Linked DNA regions of Rattus norvegicus: region 1 is linked to region 2. The links are chromatin contacts, called in public Hi-C maps. All regions are on one chromosome and are shown on one strand. The core of a region is the stretch at or near the end of the contact, and the rest is flanking DNA. Distances in the headings are between cores, read along the strand shown. Region 1 holds the start of Sugt1 (SGT1 homolog, MIS12 kinetochore complex assembly cochaperone). Region 2 holds the start of Kbtbd7 (kelch repeat and BTB domain containing 7).

Region 1 (6,595 bases), core at 3,549-6,048, 180 kb before region 2:
TACAGATTATACTGATGTCAAGATCATCAATTCAAAAAAGTATTTTTAGAAACATTATATAACACATAAACCAGATAACAGGTTGAGCCCTTTTGATTGGCTATAAATGTGGCTCAGTAGGCAGAGAACTTCCATACTGAATACAACCCCCCTCCCTTTTCCTCTTAAGAATTTTTTTCATGTACTTTGATGTTTTTAACCTTCCCACAACTCCTCCCAGACCCCTCCACCTCCCTATCCACCTAACTTTATGGTCTCTAAACAAATAAACAAAACCATGGAGTTCACTTTGTACTGATGGATTACTCCTGAGTTTGCCCTGGAGTGCAGTTAATATAAGCAGTGACTACACTGGAGAAAACGGATTTCCCTTTGCCAGCAGATACAAATTGCCAACAGTTTCTTGCTTAGAACTAGGGCCTCCCATCCATTTCCTCTCCTCGGTGCTTGAACCTGTAAGTCTTGAACACACTGCTCCAATATGAGCTGTTATGTGACTTGTCCTATTGTGTGTGGAAGGCACTGTTTCCCTGGAGTCATCCATCACCTCTGGCCTCCCTTCCAGCTTCCTTTTTCCCCTAAGCCCCCCATCCTAAGCCTTCCAGAAAGGGGTTGGATAAAAGTACCCCACTTAGCTGCAGGCCCCAGTGTCTCTCCCCGTCTGCACATTGTCTAGTTGTGGTCTGACAAAACCCCTTTCCAATCCCCAACACCACATAAAAACCAGCATGGTGGTGCTATATGGCTGCATAAGATTATAATTCCAACACTAGAAAAGGAGAGGCAGGAGGACCTTTAGTTCAAAAATTACCCTTGCCCACATAATCAACCTGGGCTTCTGTGTCTTAAACTAAAATTAAAAGAAGTTGAAAAGAACAAAAAGTCAAAAAAAAAGTTATTACCATGTATGTACTATATAGTCTGTAGGATATACTATGTAGCCTAGGCTGGCTTCAAACTTGCTGTCCCCTCCTGTAGCCCCAAGTGCTGAGATTACAGGCATGAGCCACAGGCAGCTTATTGATTCCTCTTCTTATAAAGTCAAGTAAAAGGCTCAGTAGTTCAAGCCACTCGTAAATGTTCTTTAAAACCACTAATCCATTGTTAGTTAAGAAAAACAAATTTAGTAATAATAGTTCAGTCTCATAAAACATGCAGACTTGGAAAGGCTGTAACGAAAAAGTTGTTTCCAAAACAATCATACAAACAAACAAAAAACAGTGAGAGTCAAACTTAAAATGACAAATTTGCAATGAATAAAACGTGATTTATGGATAAGCCAGGTATAATAAAGCCCCAAACAAACCACTAAGACAATGACTCACGATCTTAGTTAGCATGCTTTTAGTGCACCACTCTCTTTCAAGAGTTGCTGCCTACAGAAGCATGGTAGTCAATGGAAGCAGCACCTCAAGAGGCGACATCTCTGGTGCCAACACTTGAATCACAGCAGCAAAAGGCTATGAATTAGTGCAGACCTAAGCCAAACCTATTGTAAACAAGTCCAAAAATACACGTGCAGAAAATGAGTACTGTGGCTCCCGTGGTAGAGCAACTGAACAGCATCAATTCCACTGCCACAAGAAACGGGCAAGCAAAAACCACAGTGAGAAACACACCACTAACCGAACAATAATTGGGGGAGGGGGATGTAGGACATTAAAATTGAGACTTTAGATGGGTTTGGGCTGTAGGTCACTTGGTAGAATGCTTGCCTGGCATACATGAAGCCCTGGGTTTGATCCCTGTCACAGGCCTATAATCCTAGCATGCATAAGGGTCAGAAGTTCAGAGTCACCCTTAGTTACATATGACTTGAGGGTAGCTTAGGATACGTGAAACCCTGCCTCAGTAACAAATACGACTTTGAAGCTGGCGCTGTAGGAATAGGTGTAGAGGCAGACCATGCACTTAACATGCATGAGGACCTGGGCTCAAACCCCAGCAAAGCTTCAAAACAATTTTTTTTAATTAATACTAACTCTTAGTAAATTTTTAAATATTTAAGTTTTTAAGCCCTTTAAAAATGCTAAGGTTCAAAGAACCTCTGTGTGTGTGTGTGTGTGTGTGTGTGTGTGTGTGTGTGTGTGTGTGTGTGTGTATCCGGTTCCTCTTCTTTTCCCTACAGTTACCTAGCTAGGGTCTAAGCATAGAAACATCAGTCCATTTAACTAAGCACTGCTGGAGAGAAAAATGTCAGCACACTACATGTTTATCAATCTCAGCCTGTGCCCTCAACAAAGTGGCTTCCAAGTAGCTACTAGTTGGGGTATCATATAGCCCAGTCCTCTCCCTGCCAGATGACCTTAATCCCTTGAAACCAGAAACCTGCTGCTTCCAAGCTTCTTTGTTTTGAGCAAGTTAACCTTTTTATGCTGTACTTCAACTCCCTACTGAGTAAAAATGTAGCTAATGACAAGTGTGCAAGAATCCGTGCAGGAGAAAGCTTGCCCATCGTGAGCCCCAAGTGCTACCCTGAGAACATAGCAGTAAAGAATCAAGATACACAAAACCCCTGCTGTCTTGAGGCTATTTTCAGGCCTGATTTAGACAGAAAAACTAGTTCCTCTGAGCAGGATCATTTCAGGTGAAATCTAAAGAAACAGGCATCCCCGGGTAAACCAAGATATAGGGCAAGCGTATCTGGGGCAAAAGCAGCAGAAGCACCGGAAACAGTGTAGCTCTACAGAAAGAAATTCCAAGATGTCCACTGCACCAGGCACCCTGCTGGCCATTGTAAGTTGTTTGGACCTTCAGTATGAGGGAAGGTCATGGAAAGTTCTAGTAGGAAAGTGACATGATTCAACTGTCAGTCTGGCTACTGTATCATTAATACAGTAAAACAAAGCAGGACCAGAAACAGTGTCAGTCCCCCCCAAGAAACTCCTTTCCCCAAGTCTGGCATTTAGACAAAAGCCAGCACTCTTTCAAGGGCCTGAAGATAGTTCCTACTTGCTAAAGGAGCTTTCTCCTTATCTCTGGCAAAAGGAATGTAGGCTCTTCTATTAACAGGTTTCAGTGATGCCTATCAGCTTGTCAAGGTCAATGCTAGCCTCTACACTTCTCTCAGTCCCTCACAGGTACAGCTTACCATATAACTTAGATATCTCTCTCTCTCTCTCTCTCTCTCTCTCTCTCTCTCTCTCTCTCTCTCTCAGCTTTTTACCCTTGTGCCCATGTTCCACTGGTGCTCGTTTTCATTCAAAGTCCAGAATGTGTGGCAGCCAGAGGTTGTAGAGTACCACATTGAATACATTAGAAGGAACAGCATCTGCCAGTGATCCTAGGGTTTCCGGGGCAGCCTAGATCTGTACCCAGCATTCAATAAGCTTTCAATAATTTTTTGTTTCCTCCTCCTTTCTCAGGCCTCCCCCTACTCTCCATTTTGTTTTTATTTCCTTTGGCAGAAAATATAAAAAAATATTTGCCTCTGTAGCCCTAATCTCAAAGTCACTAATGCCTTGGTTTTTGTTTTCTTTTGAGGCAGGGTTTCTCTGTGGAATCCTGGCTGTCCTGGTACTCTCATGGTAGACCAGGTGAGCCTCAAACTCAAAGAAATTCACTCCCAAGTACTGGGATTAAAGGTGTGTGCCGCCAACAGCAGGCTCACTAATAATACCTTGCTCTCAAACCTGATGACCATTCCGTAGACTTAAGGATACAAAATGGAGCTTGTAACATTCAAGCAACAATGTAGCTATTCTAGTCTGCTAGCCTCTAGAAAAGCGGTTTCTCTAAGGCTCAGAACATAAAAATGTTGCCTTTTTCCAGTGATTCATGGAGCTCTGAAGTGTAGCAGAGTTTCACACATTCAAGGCTAGCCTCAACTCACTAAGTTACTGTGGATGACCTTTAATTTCTGATCCTAGTGCATTCATCGCCTGAGTACCAGAATTACAGGCCTGTACCACCATAGTGGATATGTGCTGATAACTCTCCAGAATCCAGCTAGCGCTCCTAACATCCATACAAAGCTAGTTTGTTCTAGACTTCACCTGAAATGAACCAAAGGAAATTCATATAATATTAAAAATGTAGGCAGGGTTTATTTACTAGTACATCCCAAGCCTTCTCAGGATCCAAACCTTGAGATTAGTCTAGGTAAAAAACACGTTTTAATAAACAATTGTATAAAGAACAAGCAGTCATCTGTAAAGTTGCAGGCACAGAAGGGAAAACGTTCTTTAGTAAACTTAATTAAGGACACTTAACAGTACCTGACACATAAGGGCAAACATAACTGTTAAAGTAAAAAATAATACATCAAGCCCGATTTTCGCCTTTTCCTTGATCATAAATGCCATTATAAGAGCAATCACGGAGGGTAACTATGTGTCCAAGAAATAAATAGGAGGGAGGTACCCCCACCAGGAGCTTGTGGAGAGGAGGGACAAGATCTATAGCAAAGGGATTACTAGGGGACAAAGAAATGGATCTTAATCTAGGGACTGAGACACATTGAAAATTGTAGCTCTGGTCCCACGAAGGTAATGCTGGGAAGAGGCGGAGTCTATAGGAACCCAACAGTCCCAGTGCAAAAGAAGCAGAAATGAGCTCACTCACCTCTAACGCCGCCTGGGGGTCCCCGTCGATCAGAGCATCTGGGAAGCTCTGGAAAAACCTGCCAGGAAAACAACGACTTCAGCAGGGCTGTCTAACCAAGGAAAGAATTGAACGACAAATAGCAAAGGTGAAGAAAATCACGCACCGCTGGGACGATGCAGGTCCTGCTGCAGCTGCCGCCATCCCTAGGAGTCACGAAAGCGTCTGCCTGAGCGTTTTCTACCTTGGTTACCAGCTCCGCCGCCGCCCAGGAGGGGAAAACTTCTAAAGAAACCCCAACTGAGCTTCCGTCCTCCGTGGCCAATCAGCGATCGCTCAGCATGCGGCCGCGGAAAAGGAGGCGCAGGGTGGGCAGGTAGGCGCAGGGCCGGCTGGGAAAGAGGAGGAAACGCTCTCCGGCCCCGCCCCTACCCGTGACGCGCACAAGGTCCCGCCCCGAGGGCGTGGCCACGAGGCCTGTGCCTGTCCGCATGCCCGGGGCGGGGGCTCCCGCATGACTTGTAGGCTTTTTAATATTGTTTCAAAGGCCGCTGTAAGGTACTGGAACCCGTTGCGGGGTTTCTCGTATTGTTAAAGCGTGTCACGTTAAGCTCTGTTTCCTCCGGTTTTCATCATGGCTACCGCAGGCGGCCAAGTTGTGCGTGACGTCATTCGTGGCTGCCAAGTCTCTTCCGGCAGCGAGCCGGGTATGGCGCATCAGTTCGCTCGACTATCCGTGGAGAACCCGGACGGGCTGGCTCGCCGGAAGTCACGTTACCGGCATGAAGAATGGAGTTTTCCGGAGGCCCAACCAGGTCCTAGTGCTCCACACTCCAAGCTTCCTTCCTAGTCCGCTTTCCAAACTAAGAAAAGCCTGTTTCGCAGGCACCGCGTGGATGAAAATGACCTACAACTAATGGTCTTGTGTTCCAAGTAACCAATGAGCATCCCCCATCCCCCGCCATCCTTAGAGCCAAACATCAACTGGGAAACTTCCTGCGAGTTCTTTGAGACTAAGTGGTAAGAAGCAACAGGAAAGAGTGGCAATTATAGGTTCAGCGGAGCAAGTAGCAGAATTAAAATATCCGCTGCATTAAGACTGCACACCAAACTTGATTTAAAAGCTGTTAATACGCTCAGAAAGTCTTTTTACGAAATGCATTTTAGCAGGTGAAATGAATAAGGCGGTCCATGGTTTCTTCAATCATGGTATGTAAGACCTCAGGTCTGGAAATATGACAGTCCACGAAGAAAAAAATTACAGTTTAGGCATTTGCGTACATCTCCCCACTGTTAAACTGGCCCACTTTTCTAAGTTCTTACTTTAAAAGAGCTTTTCTAGCACATTTTCCATACTAGCCAAACTCCTGATTGTGCTTGCTAGTTATCCTGGGTATGCTCATTTTTTGTTAAAAACTCCCACCTACCACTCACCCCTTGCAGATGCAAAAAGTAGGGGTGGGAGGGCATTTGAAAACACGGAGAAACGAGTCCATTTTCAAGATAGAAAAAACGAGTCCGTATTCAAGATGGAAAAAATGGAAGTTACAAAGATTTAAGTACGTGTGGGATCATCAAGAGATAGAAGTGTGGAATACTACAAAGTTTAAAGTGTAACAAATTTGCAACCTGTAGGTATATACCATCTATATTGTAAATGAGTGGTTGGAAGGGGGAAAAGAAGGGCTGATAGAAGATAACAGGTCAAAGAAAGGAATCTGAACCCACTTGTAGGAATGGAGAAGTAGGGAGAGACAATTGAGGCAGAACAGGGCCAGCTGGCCACTAAACTCAAAGAGGTGCAGGTTTCAGGTTTGAGTGATTGCTGAGAAGATCGAGTTAGCTGAAGTAAACTGAAGCTAAGCAGGTTTGTAAGGGAAGGTAGAGAGTTTCCATTTGGATCTTTCCCATTTAAGGTTGTTTTGTGTACCCAGCAGACACCAAACAGAAGCATAAAGATGAGGATTGTCTTCTGCCTAAATGTCTTGAAAGCAAATGTTCATGTTGTTCAGTTTGCAGTTCTTTATATCTTAATATCGTCTACAACAAGTTT
Region 2 (7,067 bases), core at 1,580-4,079:
TTAACAAACTATAGCTGAGGATACTAAAATTTACTTAAAAATGTGATCTTTCATTATTCTGAAGGAAAATGTTAATACCTTCAAAATACAATTCTCATTCCAGTTTTTCTAGTAACAAACAAGACCTCATAGCACTAGGCAAAATTTAACTAAAACTAGGAAAATCAAAATATAAACGTACTAATTAACAGCAAAACAAAATCCACTAAACACCTTAATGAATTTATGTAGTTCACTATGCATATTTTAATCATGGATTTTTTTTTAGCACAGCAAATTATTGAAATAAGCTGATTTCAGAGACTTGTATGAATTTTGCATATTGTATTACTATTTCAAATTGCTACCCTTTCTAAACCAAATCTCCAGCCCTAATCAACTTTGTCTTTTCAGGAAAAGGGATATCATTTTAAGATAGATTCCATACAGTAGAAACAACATCTTTTTGTCTCGAAATATTTACAAAGAACCCTACTGATCTGGTGCATTTCGCTGAGGTGCAACCTGTACCCAGACTTCATCATCAGAAAAAGAACTTGAACTTCCTGACTCAGAGTCCAGTTCACTGAATCCATCTAAGTCCCATTCAGTGCTAGACTCACTTCTTGCATCATCTTCCTCAGTGATGAAACTCTGACCAGGTTCAAGACAGGAAGGATAAACTCGAGCACACAGGCAAATAAAGCCAGAGTCAAACTGCAAAAGGCCTAACATGGTACCTATATTAATCCATTGGTCTTCCCTAGTGTCGTATTCATATACTGTCACTCGGTTCTTTTTCCACTGTGGGGTGGTAGAAGTGATGAGCAGCAACTTTTGGTCATGATTGACGATCTGGTAGTTGTGGGTTTCTGAGTCCAGTGGAATATTACTGATCCGCCTCCACTCTCCTCTAGCCGGGTTGTAGACCTTCATGACTGGGATGTCACAAATACAATAGATTTCGTCTTTGAAGACACAGGCTTCTTGAAAGTCACTTCGTTTAAGAGATGCACAATTCAGCCACATGTTATGGCTAGGATCATAGCAGAGCATGCGCTTACTGTTGACAGCGTAAAGGTAATTCTGAACCACTATTAGTTCGAATGAATAAAAGGAATGCGGTACAGGAGCCACCAATGCCCACTGGTTCCTTTGAACACTGTAGCATTCCACTTCCTTTAGTTTAACTCCAGTAACTGGGTCTCGCCCACCCAAGATGTAAATGTAGCCGTTCAGATATGCCACATCCATGCCCTCTCGACACAGCAAGCGGTCTGCCAGCTGATGCCAACTATTTTGGGCTGGTTTATACACCCATAGGTCTTTCCTGGGTTGGGCGGCAAGATAGATGTCATGGTCTGGAGAGACACAAACAGCTGAAGATGTAATGGTCTTAGTGTGTGCCAAGCTGGTCAAAGGAGACGGCATTGTGTAGATATCTCCCGAATAAGGGTCATAACAGAGAAAGGGGTCTCGGGGGTGTCCAAAAAATATCACCATCTCTTTGGCACACATACCCAATCTTTGGGGTGGATTTTCCGCTACAGACACAACAGAGCTACTGGTGCTGCTGCTGTTACTGCTATTGTTGCTACTGCTGCTGTGGCTGCTGTTTGGCTTGGACACCACTGACTTGTACAACCTATCACCAAATCGCAGCTGCAGAAGGGCCCCTTCAATAACGTCCAGGCAGTATTTCTTCACAATAGGCTTGGTCAGTAACCCTCCCAGGTAGTCCTGATCTTCTGCAGGGAAGTGTGCCCAACGAATACACTTAAAGACTTCAGCAGCGCTAGGGCCCCGCTCTTTGGGAGCAGCCTCCAGCCACTGCACCGCCACGTGACACACAGTCTTCTCACTCTCTACATCCAGACTGTCCAGACGCAGGACGGCCAGCAGCTGGGCCAGGGTCAGATCGGCCAGCGTCTCCTCCCGAATGGAACCCATCCTGCTGAGCTGCTTGAAGTTGTGAGCTATGAAGGACTGGGCCTGAGAGCGCAGCTTGTGGTGGTCAAAGGCATCGGCAAACTTGAGGATGGCAGTGCAGTTGGTCAGGTCAAGTCGGCGAGCCAGGAAGGAAGCACAGGCTTCACGCACGTACTCCAGCTGGAGCATATCCGAGGCCGCGTACAGGCGCTGCACATTGGCCTCGCTCAGCGACACGCGGCCAGTGTAGCAGTAGTCCACCAAGACCTCGAAGGACTCGGCATCCACGTCGTGGATGGTCACGCTGGCCTGCTGGCTCTCGTACATGCCCCCTGTGAACATGCTCTTGAAGTAGGGGCAAGCCGCCGCCAGCACGTTGCGGTTGCACGAGAAGAGGCGCCCCGTGCCGGGCCCACTGCCAGGCGTCACCACCTCGATGGTCACATCGCACAGCAGACGCGCGTCGTAGAAAGACTTGAGCTGTGCCAGGAGGGCTGCAGAATGGGCCGTGTCCTTTAATTCCTCTGGGCCGGTGAAAAAGGCCGACACAGAGGGCTTGGAAATCCTCTTGGGCCGCCTCCCGCCGCGGGGACTGGCGAGGCGGCGAGAGCGCGGGGCGTCTTCCCGGGACTGCATGGTGGAGATGGCGGCGGGGCGCCGAGGGCGAGAACGGCTGCAGACGCCGGGCTTCTCCTCACGCCTCCCTCGCCGACGCCGACACAGCGGCGTCCCAGAACAGACTCAGCTCGCGGCCGCGATTACTCAGCTGGGCCTTCGCCGCGGTGCCGCCTCCCTTTATCGCGTAGCCCGCGGCTGACTCACCGTTTCCCTTCGCGCCCTTTCTCACCACAGCTCACCCTCACACGACCCTGGGATCCAGCCGCAGTAGCAGCTTCTGCCGCGCTGGCGAGACGGGTAGATGCCCAGACAAACTACCCTTCCCAGGTTGCCTTTCGCGTGTCTCGATGCATGACGGGATCCTTGGGCTCCGAAGCCGCCTTGCATCTTGGGAATTGTAGTTTACGTAACCTCTTAATCGTTTCTGTTATTGAATTCTTCACTGAGGTAGAAAGTGGATAGTATCCTGAATTTGATACGTTAAGTTTATTCCTTTCATAATGACAGACGCTTTTAATCCCAGCACCGGGGAGGCTGAGGCAGAACGATCCCTTCAGTTTGAGGACAGCTTGGTCTACATAGTAAGTTACAGTACAGCTTGAACTATGTAGAGAGAGCCCATCTCACTAAAATAAAATAAAATGGCTCTCAAGTCGAAAGTAAAAGTACCCAGTGTATTATATGATTGTATGACTTCCTTCTGAAAACTTTATCGAATTTGAAAACTGAGGATAGCACTATTTAGTTTGTGTGAAGACTGAATGGTATGTGCAATTTATAGAGTTCTTTCTTTTTATTAGAATAATTATTAAAGTCATAGATTGTCTTTAAAAATGTGAAATCAATCATTATTGTTTTACTTACTCTTATAGAAATATACCCACTAATTTGAAGAGATGAGACATTAAAGAAAACTGTAAATTTCTGCACATTCGGGTTTTTTCTTTTTCTTTCTGTTGTTGTGAGACAGGGCTTCTCCGTGTAAGCCCTGGCTGTCCTGGATCCACCGGCCTCAGCCTACCAGGTGCGAGGATTAAAGGCATGTGCCACCCACCACTCAGGAGGCAGAAGCAGGATAATCTCATTTGATGGAGACCAGCCTTATCTACAGAGAGAGTTCCAGAAGAGCTAGGGCCACACAAAGAGAAACCCTGTCTCAAGACAAAAAACCCTGCCCCAGAAAACCCTCAGAAGATACGTAGATTCATTAGGAAGCATTGGACAACTAATTTGAGGCCCTAAGAAGAGCACTGATGGATGCCCTTTAAATTTGTAGACTAGGTATAAACAAATAGGTGGTTTTGTTTTCCTTGTTATTACAGTTTAAATAGCAAACTGTCCTGTAAATACTTATGTGTCGGTGAGTTTGGTTAATAGGCTTTTGAGACGTGACTAGATTCTGAGGGCTCACCGCTATGCAACTGACGGATCCTTTCTAATAGTTTAATTAATTTGAATTTTTATTATGTTTTACTTACGCTGTGTGAGAGTGTGTGATACATGTCTGAAGGACAGAGTCGTTTTTCCTTCCACCATGTCGGTTCTGGTAATCCAACTCAGGTCTTGAGGCTTGGTAAGAAAAGAGTGCTTTTCCTAGCTGAGTCATCTCACCCACCTCCAGGTTAAAAGTGAGAAACCAGCAGTGGATAGCAATGCCGTGCTAAGGGGAGTTTTTCAGCAAGTGATTGAAGCAACTCATCAAAGTCAACAGTGTTAATGGACTCTGTTCCTTAAACTCTAAGGAAAACCATCAAGATAAATCTTAGCCCTAAAGGGAAGACTAAGAACTGCAAAGCTGCCAGGTATGGTGTCACCTGCCTGGAATCCTAGCACCAGAGAGGCAGGTTGGATCTCTGTGACTTCAAGGCCAGCCTGGTCTACACAGGGATTTCCAGGACAGACAGGGCTACATACAGAAAAACCTGTTTGGAAACAAACAAAAACTACAAAGCTTCTATTGGGGCTGGAGTTCTTGGGAGACACACAGCATTTAAATAAAACAATAAAAACACAAAGTGACAACCAAATCCCAAGTTTCTGCTCTTCCACAGTGTGGTGAAAATAAAAACGTAAGCACTCGTCTGGGGAAATAGCAGGTTCTATGTATACTGGCAAATAAAAACACACAAAGATGTCCAAGTCATTCGTTATCAGATGGATGCAAATTAACTTCACAAGAGTTCACCACACACTCTGCAGAGTCTCTAAATTAAAAGGAAAAACAATGCCTAATGCCTTTTGATCATAACTGCCAACAGAGGCCACTCTCGCCCCGTGGAAGCCTGGTGAGTGGGCGCCCTGTATGCATCCCTTCTGTTTCAAATACTTAGTAGCTATGAATTTGTCCCGAACCTGCCATGTAATATCTTAAATTAATTTAATCTAAGCGAGGCATGGTGGCGCAGACCTGTGCTCCCTTTGGAAGAAAATGCTCATGGTTTTCAAAAGTCCTAAAAGAAACAGTTGATTCATCTCATACCATCAATTTTTCATATTTTATTTTTCTTTTTGATGTTACAAGCTTATTTTCTACTTGGAGAGTTGGATTACTTACTGAAACCTAAAATAAACCTCTATGTCAAGAAATGTGAGTTTCTTTCATTAAAATGATTTCTATAAAAACTCTGTGGGCGCATCCAAACTTTATGAATATTTATTAAGTTTCCACACCTGTCTGTTTCCTGATTAAAGTCCACTTCATTTATATAACAATAATAAACCACATTTATTTCACTGATTGAAGGCTTTCATCCAAAAATTCAGCAATGGCCTCTTCATCTGCTGATTGAAGCAGTCTCTCAATTAGCTGATCCAGGCACTTCTCACCACGTAAAAATTCCTGATAACAGAGGAGTTATTTATGAAACCTGACTATACAGTTTGGATCTCAGGTGTGTTCCAAAAACCCATGTGGTAAACGATAGACCCTCATCTTTTATAAAGTGGTAGAAACCTAAAAGAGGCATGCCTAATGGAAGGTGTGCCCTGAATGGAACTGAAGGATACTAATGGATTCCTCTCCATTTTACCTCCAGGATATGAGGTAAATGGCTTCCTCTGCCACTCGTTCCCCACATGATGTTCTGTGCTGTCATAGGCCCAAAACAGGGGCCAGGTAGTCATGGTGTGGGAGAATAGCCCCACAGACTCCTAAGTTTAAATGCTCGTTCCCAGTTGGTAGATTGTTTAATATTAGGAAGTATGGCCTTAGTGGAGGAAGTATGTCTCTAGAGATGGGCTCTAAAAATGTCCAAGATGTCTAAAGCCTAAGCCAGACCCAGTTTCACACACTCTCTCGCTCTCTGCCTCATCTTGCACATAAGGCATAGCTCTTAGCTACTGCTCCAGCACCATGCATGCCTGCTGCCATGCTTCCCCCTACTGTGGTCATGGATTTATCCTCAGAAACGGTAGAAGCCCCCAGCTAGATGCCTTTCTTTTACAAGTTGCTTTGGTCATGGTATGTCTTCAGGGGACTGGAAGTGAGATTCGCAGTCTGAAGCCTTGAGACGGAGAGATAAGGCAATCTCTTCCCTTTTCAGGTTGCTTTTCTCAGGTATCTGTTACCCTGAGGGAAAGCAGACTAACACCCCCTGATAATAAAAAGAGAGAGCAAACAATTGTCTGTTTCTTCATAGTTATCACTAACAACAAAGGTTTACTAATATTCTGTGATATTATTAACACAACTGCTAATCTATGGAGAGTCTCGGGTTTCAGTCTATGTTTTTCTTAAAACATGAATCTAAAAAAACAAATTACTACTTTAATTGCTTAAGTTATCATTTTACTTTGAACTCAAATTGATTGAATTACAAATCATTGATTTGAAATCAATACAATGAAATCTGTGACTTTGATTTTTCCAATGACTCTGGAGATAAGACAGAGACATCTGAATGAGTTTTTGAAACTGACCAACTGCCTGTCTTCAAAGACCCATGGCTGAGGGTTTTTTTTTTTTTACAGTAGTCTCTGTTAGCACACTATCTTTGACAGAAAATGTTACCTGTGGCTTCTATCAGTTAATAAAGAGTGTGTTTGTCTGCTAAAGAAAAAAATAGTCCACTCCAGTACACAGGAGGCAGAGGTAGGTGGATCTCTGAGTTTAAGACCAGAAGACCAGTTTGATCTACAAAGCAAGTTCCCCATACACAGGGAAACCTGGGTTTGAGTCCCAACACCTACAAGGTGACTCGTAACCATCTGCAACTCCAATTCCAATGCCCTCCACCTCTCTGGGAACCAGGCATGCACACGGTATGCATACATACATACATACATACATATATACATACATACATACATACATACATACATACATACATAATACATACAGAACATTCATATACATAAGAAAATCTAAAAATTTTAATTGGAAAGTCAAAGACTGTGACATGGCCATGTATGCATGAAGACCTAAGTACAGATCTTAGGTCCCGTGTAAAAGAGAAACACACACACACACACACACACACACACACATCTGTGTATAACCATAGAGCAGGGTATGTTGTTAGACATAGGCAAATTTCCAAAGT

What was found. A called contact is a pair of places that touch in the nucleus more often than the background predicts.
Region 1: a contact with region 2 is called in a Hi-C map of liver, with 2.9 times the contacts expected there. The contact joins the promoter of Sugt1 here to the promoter of Kbtbd7 in region 2. A contact is called at or near these places in 3 of 12 Hi-C or Micro-C datasets (frontal cortex, liver and mammary epithelial cells).

Annotation. Positions count from the first base shown.
Region 1 is chr15:61,398,681-61,405,275 of GRCr8, reverse strand. Sugt1 (SGT1 homolog, MIS12 kinetochore complex assembly cochaperone) reads right to left here and starts at 4,798. Exons shown (of 13, transcript NM_001013051.1): 1 at 4,709-4,798; 2 at 4,564-4,621. The coding sequence starts at 4,746.
Region 2 is chr15:61,211,719-61,218,785 of GRCr8, reverse strand. It overlaps Kbtbd7 (kelch repeat and BTB domain containing 7), which reads right to left and starts at 2,829. Exons shown (of 1, transcript NM_001302944.1): 1 at 1-2,829. The coding sequence starts at 2,544. The coding sequence ends at 472. Mtrf1 (mitochondrial translation release factor 1) reads right to left here. Exons shown (of 11, transcript NM_001399523.1): 11 at 5,008-5,365. The coding sequence ends at 5,252.